Regions from separate parts of the Columba livia genome. Here region 1 is linked to region 2. The links are chromatin contacts, called in public Hi-C maps. All regions are on one chromosome and are shown on one strand. Each heading gives the region's core, a stretch centred on a gene start, on an enhancer-like site or on the middle of the called end of the contact. The rest is flanking DNA. Distances are from core to core; before and after follow the strand shown.

Region 1 (4,179 bases), core at 567-3,066, 45 kb after region 2:
TCCAAAAGTGCAATCCTGAAAATCTCTTCTCAGCCTCTCCTAACCTTGGTGGCATTTAAATCCAAAGTGCAACAAGTGTCACCGTCCCCGTTGCCGGGCACGCGGCACATGGCTGGGAGCGCCTGGCGCTCGTGGGGGCGAGCGCCGTGTCTGCGCCGCGGGCTGGCGGGGCCGTCACCTCTAACACCCCAAACATCGCTCTGAAACCCCAAAATCTTGTTGTCTTCCTTCAGGAGCGAAGCACCGGGGTGGTGGCACCGGGCAGCGCTCAGAGCTGTGACACCAGGGCGGCTGTGACACCCCAGTGTCCCCCTTGCCTGGACTCGCATCCTCCCTCAGGACTTGGAATGGGAATGGTGGGGACAGAGATGACCGGATGGGTCTTCACCATGGGGTGCAGTGACCTGGGCATGGGGTCTTCACCACAGGGTGCGGAGCACCCCAATAATCAGGGTAGAAAGCCGGTGGCGCTGCTCTGTGCCCCGCGGCCCTTCAGGAAACACCCGTGTCCCTTGCATGGGGCTGTGACACCGCACCAGGACATGGGACCATCCAGGGTGCTCGATTCTGCCTGAACCCCTTATCTGGGGGTCCCAGCCCCACGCCGGGGGACGGGGATGATGGGGACAGCGCTGTCCAGCCACAGCGCCTAAGCCCGTGGGAGCCGCCGGACTCACATGGGCCCGTGAGATGCAGGAAAGCAGCTTAACCGCAGAATTATTTACTTTAACTCCTCTTACTTTAGCTCTGTCCTTAATAGTCTCCCAGGCTCAGGGGGCCGGGCCAGGCCGGGGCGATGGGGGGGACTGTGGACCCCCCTGGCGCAGGGAAGGGGGTCAGAGCGGGGGGCTGTGCCCCAGCATCGCCAGCACGGTGCTCAGCTCCGTGGTGGTGCCGCGGAACGGGCCCCGGCGCGGTGCAGCCCATGGCCGCGCTTGGCCCTCGATGCCACCGCGGTGACAGCACACGGGGGAACGTCCCCTACCCCGGGAGACCTCCCGGAACCCCCGGTCTGGCGGGCAGCCCAGCTCCGGCTCAGCCTGGCGGGATGGGGACACCGCACCGGTGGCCATCCCTGTGCCAGGGACGCATTTAGGATGGGATTAGAGGGGTGATGGCCGGGATGGGAAGGATGGGTGGGGAGCGGTCACGGGGGTGCCCCACGCCTCCCGTGGTGTGCCGGGTACGGTGCGGTATGGCGGGGAAGGGACACTGGAGGGACAGCGTGGGTGCCGTGCGTTGCCGATGCCCCCGCCACGCACAGCGGTGTCATGAATGCACTCAACTTTCCATTTAGCTATAGCTTTATTCAGCGTGACTGTAGATAAGGGCAGCAGCAAACAGTCATTTTAAAAATAAGTACCAAGGCCTCCTGTTTGCTCTGGAACGGTTTGTTTTATTTGCAGGGAATACTGTTTAATTTAATTGTCGTGATTCCCGTGTCCCAGGGGTGTCTCACACCCCCGTGTCCCACTGTTTGTTTTATTTTCAGGGAATGCTGTTTAATTGTCGTGATTCCCGTGTCCCAGGGGTGTCTCACACCCCCATGTCCCACTGTTTGCTTTATTTTCAGGGAATGCTGTTTAATTTAATTAATTGGCGTGATTCCCGTGTCCCGCCCGCGCTTCCCTCCGCTCCCGCCAAACTACAACTCCCAGCAGCCCCCGCGCTTCCCGCTGCCCCGCTCTGCCATTGGCCGCTTCGCGAGCGCCCGGCGCCGGGCTCCCGATTGGCTGTTGCCGTGGCAACAGGCGGCGGGGGGCGTGGCCTTGGCGGCCCCTCCCTGCGCCGCGGGTTTGTTTGTGGCGGCGGCGGCCGGAGCGCGGGGGCGGAGCGGAGCGGGCCGGGCATGAGGAGCGGCGGCGGGACGCGGAGCCGCCAGCGCCCCCCGCCCGGGGCCGCTGCGCCGTGGGCAGCCCGGCGGAGCCCGCCCTGAGGCGCCGGTCCCCGGGGATACCGCTCCCGGTGACCCCCCGCCGTTCCCTCGCCCCGTCCCGCCGCGGGAGCCGCCGGAGGGGGAGCTGGGCTATGCGGTGGTGGCTGCGCGCCGCCGTCCTCAGCCTGCTTGCCGGCGTTGAGGGTAAGGAGCGGGAGCCCGGGGGCGAGCGGGAGCCCGCGGTCGGGGGAGAGCGGCTGCGCTGCTGGCGGAACCGGTGCGGGGTTCCCGGGACGCGGGTGGCGGCGGGAACAGCGCACGTGTTGCCGCCGGCGGGGAGGGGTCCGCGGGCTGGGGACTCGGGCAGGTCCCGGCCCGCGGGCGGAGCTCAGCCCTCCCGCTCGGTCCCCGCAGGCAGCGGCCAGAGCCCGGCCCGGGCCGTGGTGGGGCGGGTCGGGCAGAGCACGGTGCTGGGCTGCGACCTCCTGGACGCCCACGAGGCCCGTCCCCCGCTCTACGTGATCGAGTGGGTCCGATTCGGCTTCGTCCTCCCCATCTTCATCAAGTTCGGGCTCTACTCGCCGCGGGTGGACCCGGAGTACATTGGTGAGTCCCGGTGGGCGGTTATCCTGAGGGACCCTCGGGCTGGCTCCGGTGTCCCATGTCCCCTCTCTCCTTGTCTGGGCCCCAGCCGAGGGCTGCTGCTGTCAGCCCACATTAATCATGCTCCCGGGGCCGTGGGGAGGTGCTGGGCTCTCCCTACACTCCTGGACAGCAGAAGGGGACATGGTGGGGTTGGGGATGTCCTCACGGCCAGAGTCCCCTCCTTGTGCAGCAGCGCCAGGGATGGCCGGAGCGGGAGGCAGAAAGGTCATGGATACCCAGCCTGGGGGGCAATGCAGCCCCCAGCCCATCGGGAGGGATCCCCGCGGGGCTGGAGCTCCTGGCGCATCAGCCGTCACTGTGGACAATCCCAGCAGCACCCACTCGGGACGGGGGACCTGGTCGTGGTCCTGCCTGCTGCTGGGGCCGGTGACACCGGGATGCCCCGTGCCAGAGGCCGCGGGTACCCAGGCGCTGCCACGCCGGCGCCTCAGCCCGTGCGGGTTGCTTGAGGACTGAGCCCGGGGAGGGAATTTTGGTGAAGCTGCTGATTGTTGGTGCTGGGGTTTGGAGGGAAGGGCTGTGGCGTGGGAGAGAGATCACAGAGTCACAGGGTGGTTTGGGTTGGAAGGGACCTCTGGAGATCATCCAGTGCAACCCACCGGTGTTCTCTTTACGGGGTATTTAAAGCAAAGCAGTGGCGGAACTTGAGGGATCCCTGCGAGCACGGGGGTGAGGACGACGGGAGTGTCCCTGGAGGATGGGGACGGGGAGGAGGGGAAGGGCTGGTACCTGGCCGGTGTTTTGGGCTGAGTCTGGCCCCAACTGCCCACGGCAGCGACGCACCAAAATCCTCCCATGGTATGCGGAGGGCTGGAGCACCGGATTGTGCATAGGTCAGGAGCCCAACCTCCCTGCCGAAACCAGCCCTTGCCTAAAAAATACGCGTCAGGCTGAGGTTTGAGCCGAGCCCCACACTGGCTGTGGGCAGAGCGGCGATGCCTCTTGGGCTGCTCAGGAGGCGGCTGATTTTGGGGCGCACCTGGGGCTCTCCGCACCTGAGGACACCTTTGCACTGCAGCCAGCCCTGAGCTGGCCCCGTGGGACCAGTGGTGACAACAAACCCGCCGGTGACGGTGCCAAGAAGGCACCTGCTTTCCCAGGAGGTTCAGCCTGGGCTCCTGTTACCTGAGCCGGCACCGCGGGGCCCCCTCGGCTGCAGGGGCTCCGGTTACCCAGGAAGGGCCTGGCAGGCTCCTGCCCGCTCCCCACAGCCCCCCTTGTCCCTGCTGCCGGCGTGGCCGGGGGGGCTGCTCCGGGGATCAGCGCTGGGGGAAGGGGGCTGTGGTTGTAATGAGGACGAGGTGGGTGGGCAGGGGGGCTGGCGGCCGTCACCATGGCAGCGGGGCGCCTTGTTTTCGCTTCTGTGGAAGGACAGAAGGACGGGCAGGGGCTGCGGGACAGATCAGACCCTCCTCTCAGCCCTTCCCAAGTGCCACCTGGAGGAGTTTGGGGAGCCCCTGTTGTCACCCATGTGGCAATTCGGGGCATCCCAGTGATGGGCTGGGCTGCTTTAGAGCCCTTGGGGGAGCAGGGTCAGCTCTCCCCCTGTGCCACCATCCCGCGGTGTCATGGGCCGCTGTCCCCTGCTGCCGGCCGGCCCGGCGCGGGGCTGGTGGCACCAGGTCCCCAGCAGCAAG
Region 2 (4,463 bases), core at 116-2,615:
AATGATTCTATGATTCTAAATTTGAATGTAATCTGTCCTTCTGCATGATGGAGCCACCAGCCCTTCTCCACAACTTCCAGACCAGAGGCACCAGCCCGTTTGCCCACCACAACTCGTCCCAGCACTGCGAATCCCCAGGTTCCCATCCACAAAACCTGAATCCCACGGATTCTCATCACTATAAAAAAATTTCACAGCTCCGGGCTCCTCTATAACTGCGTTTTTTGCACCAACAACCGCTGTGCCCCTGCTCTGCGTGTCCGGGCCAAGTGCATCTCTCACTTCTGCATCTTCAGGAGAAGGGAGAAGCCGCCTCCAGAAGCACAAATTGGTGGGATAAGCTGCTGTCAGCTGAGCCCACTGAGCTCCCTTACTTATTCCAAGCGAACTGCTCACTTTGAAGGGATAAACAGTCTGATTAAACTAACAGCTCTCCCTTCCTCGCAGTGATGCTCTTTGAAGGATACAGGCAAAGCCGGAGCGAGCGCAATCTCTAGCAACAAATCCACTGCTGGCTCCTCCTGGGAGAAAACCCTCCGTGCAGAACAGGAGGAGCGGAGCCAGGGCAGGAAAGCTGCTGGAGGTTTGCTTTATATCAAGTAATCTCGTTATTGCAATTTCAGGGCTAAATGGGCAGTGCAGCAGGAAGCAGGCCTGGGTCACCGCGTCATTTAGCTGATCCAAACAACAACCTGCGCCCGGACGTCGGCATCTGCTGCCGGTACAAACCCTCGGCATCGCCTGAAGTGTTGGCCCCGTGCCTGAGGTTGTATGCAGAAGAACTGGGAAAGATTAACAGCTAATTAATGTCAATCAGTACAGGTGTGCTAGAAGGCCTTACCAAGTGACTAAGGAAACTTGGTGGGTCTATTCTGATGCTCTCCTGTGTTCATCCCTGATGCAGAAGGGCAACAGTGATGGGTAGGGTAGAGCACACATGGAGAGCAACTCACACGGTGGGTTGGCATGAACTTGAAGCATCTTTATACAACTGACACGACACGGAAGCATCAAGGGTGGTTTGCATTTTCCATCAGTGCTCTCACATGGTTCCCCGATGGATATAACCCCTGTCACAGCGGCCAGACCGGGCTCATACGTTGCTCTGTTCCCATGTTTCTCGAGGTTTGAATACAGCGTGAAAGCGATGACCACCCACCCCAGACTTCACACCCAAAACCGCTGCTGCATTCCTGGGTACAACAGATGCCTCTGACAACACGTCTAAACTCCTTGATCGGAGGAACCGCTCCTGCCCGCTCGCTCCATTTGCAGCGTTTCCACGCTCCCTCCCGCCAACGATGTGCTCAGGAGCTGCAGTGTCCTGAGTGGGTCCATCTCCCTGACCCCACAGCCCCCAGGTCCCCATCCTGGGCCAGAACTTTGCAGCCGGTTTGCTCCGAGCATCCTCGGTCCATCCATCCCACTGCGCCGGCTCCTTCATGAGCTCAGCGCTCACCTATTCCACTCTTTCCGTGCTCCACATCTTTATTTCCAGCCAGATTAACCAGTCTTTTCTGGACAGTTACACATTACATTGCTTCGTGCTGTGTTTCCGCGCTGCTCGGCGCGGTTTGTATCTTCATCATTCTTCGTACCGCCTCGGGGCTTGTTTACTACACAGCAAACTCTGCTCTGAATAGGGAATCTTTCTCTTCCTCTTGCACTTATCTGCTGCGATCATCACCCAGAGAAGTAAGTCTTGGAAATACCAAGGTGGCTAAGAATTCTCACAGTGTCCAATGGCACGAGGAGATATATTGTCCCTTGGACACCCAGCAGGACTGAGCTTTGCTAAGCTTCGCTGGTCCTGCCCAGCTCAACCCCTTCGCTCGTGCGGGTGCTCTGGGTTCAGCAGAAAACCGAGTTGCCCGGGAAATTAGAGCATGAATAGTACAGTTTGTTTGCCACAGGCAAAGATGAAGTTATCTTGTTTCTGGTGTTTTCTAGGGTCTCAGTTCTTGTTTTAACCCTCTTGAGCTGCTCGTAGCAGGGTAAGGCTCTTATCAAATATCTTAGCTTGCAAAAGCAAGAGGGATGTGGGGCTGTTCAGCCCAGAGAACACGAGGTTGAGGGGAGACCTTATCCCTGTATATAACTACCTGAAAAGAGGTTGGAGCATGGAGGGTGTTGGTCTCTTCTCCCAAGTACCAAGTGATGGAATGAGAGAAAACAGCCTCAAGTTGCACCAGGGGAGGCTGAGGTTGGAAATTTGGGGTAATTTCTCCCCAAAGGGCTGTGGGCGTTGGAACAGGCTGCCCAGGGCAGTGCTGGAGTCACCATCCCTGGAGGGGTTGAAAAGGCGTTTAGATGAGGTTCTTAGGGACACGGGTTTGTGCTGGAGTTGGTTGGGTTATGGTTGGACTCGGTGATCCTGAGGGTCTCTTCCAACCAAAATGATTCTATGATGTCCTGCTACATTTTCACAGCCTCATTTGCTGTACGCTTAAACCCCTGAGCATCTCCATGGCCCTTGCTCCAGTATGTTGATCTGTCTCCCAAACAGGGGAGCCCAAAATGGGGACACAAGGTATGCTAGGGCAGAGGGACGCAGGGTCCCACAAAGAACCCACCAGTGGCCACCAGCTGGACTTCCAGCTGCTGATTGCAACCCTGCGAGTGGGTGGCACAGCCCGTTTTCCACTGGAGTCGTCTGTACCGTGGGACATCAAACACCTGCCCAAAGCCCAGGTGTGCAACACACATTGCTCTCATCTCTTCTCTCTTCACATACAGCAATCAAATTGGTCAGGCACAATTCTCCCCAGTGGAGAAAGGTCAGGTCTTCCTCATGCAGCGCAGGGCTACAACGAGTCCTCGGCACCCTGAAGTCCCCATGAAGAGTCCGCCGCACGCGGTGGGGATTTCTACCTCGTCTTGCGCACTTTTGGCTTTGTTGCCATGTGTTTCGCTAACAATGAGTTCCCACCGGTTCCCAGGTGAGTTTGGATGTTGCCCAGTAGCCTCCTCCAGCCTCACTCAACATAAAGAGCTGTTGTTTGTGGTGGGTTCACCGGCCCTTTAGCACGTGTTCACAGAGCCCCAGCCACAAGTCACGCAGTAGTCACTGACCAACAGGTGACCGTTAAATGCAGCTAAAACCAACCGAAGCCCAAACAAGACCTGAGACTACGCTGCCTGGTCAATGCAACCCCCCCGGCTTTCTGTGACAGACAATAGGAATGTTATTGGGAAAGGAATAAAATCCAGTTCTCCCAGTTTGGGAGAGAAGTGTTATAGATGCTTATCAGGACTGAAAATGCTGCCCACCCAGAAAGTCAAATTATGTATTGGGTTTGCAGTCCCACGGTTGCTTTCCAGTGCTCAGAGACGGCTCTGGATGTGCGCCGTGCTCCATAGTCACTCATTTGTCCATGGGGTCTGCTCACTGTGGGTTTCTTCCTTATTGCAGCCTGAAACTGAGAAAAAGAAATGGTTCTACAATTAATAACAGAAGCTGCGAAGAGTTAAAATGTCCCAGGAGTAGAAGCAGCTTTGATTCATTTCTCCACATAAAGAGTTTCTAATTATACTGACTCTTATCTCTGTGCTAGAGCGGATTCATAACTCTGCCTTTGTCCTTGGTGTGTTCAGCAGCAATGGCGAGATTCTGGACAGTGCGGGGAGGATGGTTTGGGAAGGATGAGCAGTTACCGGCATCCTCCAGGCAGGAGCTCCAAGATGGGTATTGAGGAGAAGAACAAGTGTTGATGAACAAACCCCGACACACGGGGCCATGGACCAGATGACAGCCCAAGGTCCCTGCCCACCTGGATTATCCCGGGGATGACTGGTCTTGAGTAGAAAGGTCCATCACAGGAGCTCCAGTGCTGGGTTAGCACACGTGCACAGAAAGGATTAATGTGCGGATGGAAACCCTGTCTTCTCATCGTCATCGGAGTCGTTCGCAGGGCTACACGCTCCAGCTCGGCACCGCATCCCGAGCATCTCCTGAGAGCTCGCACAGGCACTTCTGTCCAGACCAACCAGTCAGCAAAGCACTTAAGCAGCACTCAAAATCTCCTTACGTTAGTTCCGAAACAAAGGCTGCTCAGGCAATCCAACACCTCCCTCCCACACAGGGAGCGTGTTATCCCAGAGCGTTTCTGCATCACGCTTCCTATTGAAAATGCAAGTTGTACAAAGCTGGTGAGGGGCTGGAGCACAAGTGTGATGGAGCGGCTGAGGGACCTGGGGGGTTCAGCTGGAGAACAGGAGCTGAGGGGAGACCTTCTGATCTCTGAACTGCCTGAAAGGAGCTTGGAGCCAGGGGGGTCGGGCTCTGCTCCCAAGTAGCAAGTGTTCGAATGGGGTGGTCAGTAGGTCAGAGAGGTTCTCCTGCCCCTCTGCTCTGCCCTGGGGAGACCACACCTGGAATCTTGTGTCCAGCTGTGGCCCCTCAGCTCCAGCAGGACAGGGAACTGCTGCAGAGAGTCCAGCGCAGCCACCAAGATGCTGGAGGG

The links. Hi-C and Micro-C count contacts between places; a contact is called where the count stands out from the background.
Region 1: a contact with region 2 is called in a Hi-C map of crop, with 2.1 times the contacts expected there. The contact joins the promoter of IGSF9 here to the enhancer-like site in region 2. A contact is called at or near these places in 2 of 2 Hi-C or Micro-C datasets (crop and liver).

The regions. Positions count from the first base shown.
Region 1 is chr28:1,593,532-1,597,710 of bColLiv1.pat.W.v2, forward strand. It overlaps IGSF9 (immunoglobulin superfamily member 9), which reads left to right and starts at 1,817. Exons shown (of 25, transcript XM_065042692.1): 1 at 1,817-2,080; 2 at 2,291-2,482. The coding sequence starts at 2,029.
Region 2 is chr28:1,548,641-1,553,103 of bColLiv1.pat.W.v2, forward strand. LOC135576604 (a long non-coding RNA gene) reads right to left here. Exons shown (of 2, transcript XR_010468401.1): 2 at 1-4,463. Among named protein-coding and RNA genes, the nearest start is that of TRNAR-UCU, 31 kb to the left of the region's middle. Within about 2 kb of position 1,366, at least 1 of the 3 cell types and tissues checked has an H3K27ac peak away from gene starts, as active enhancers do.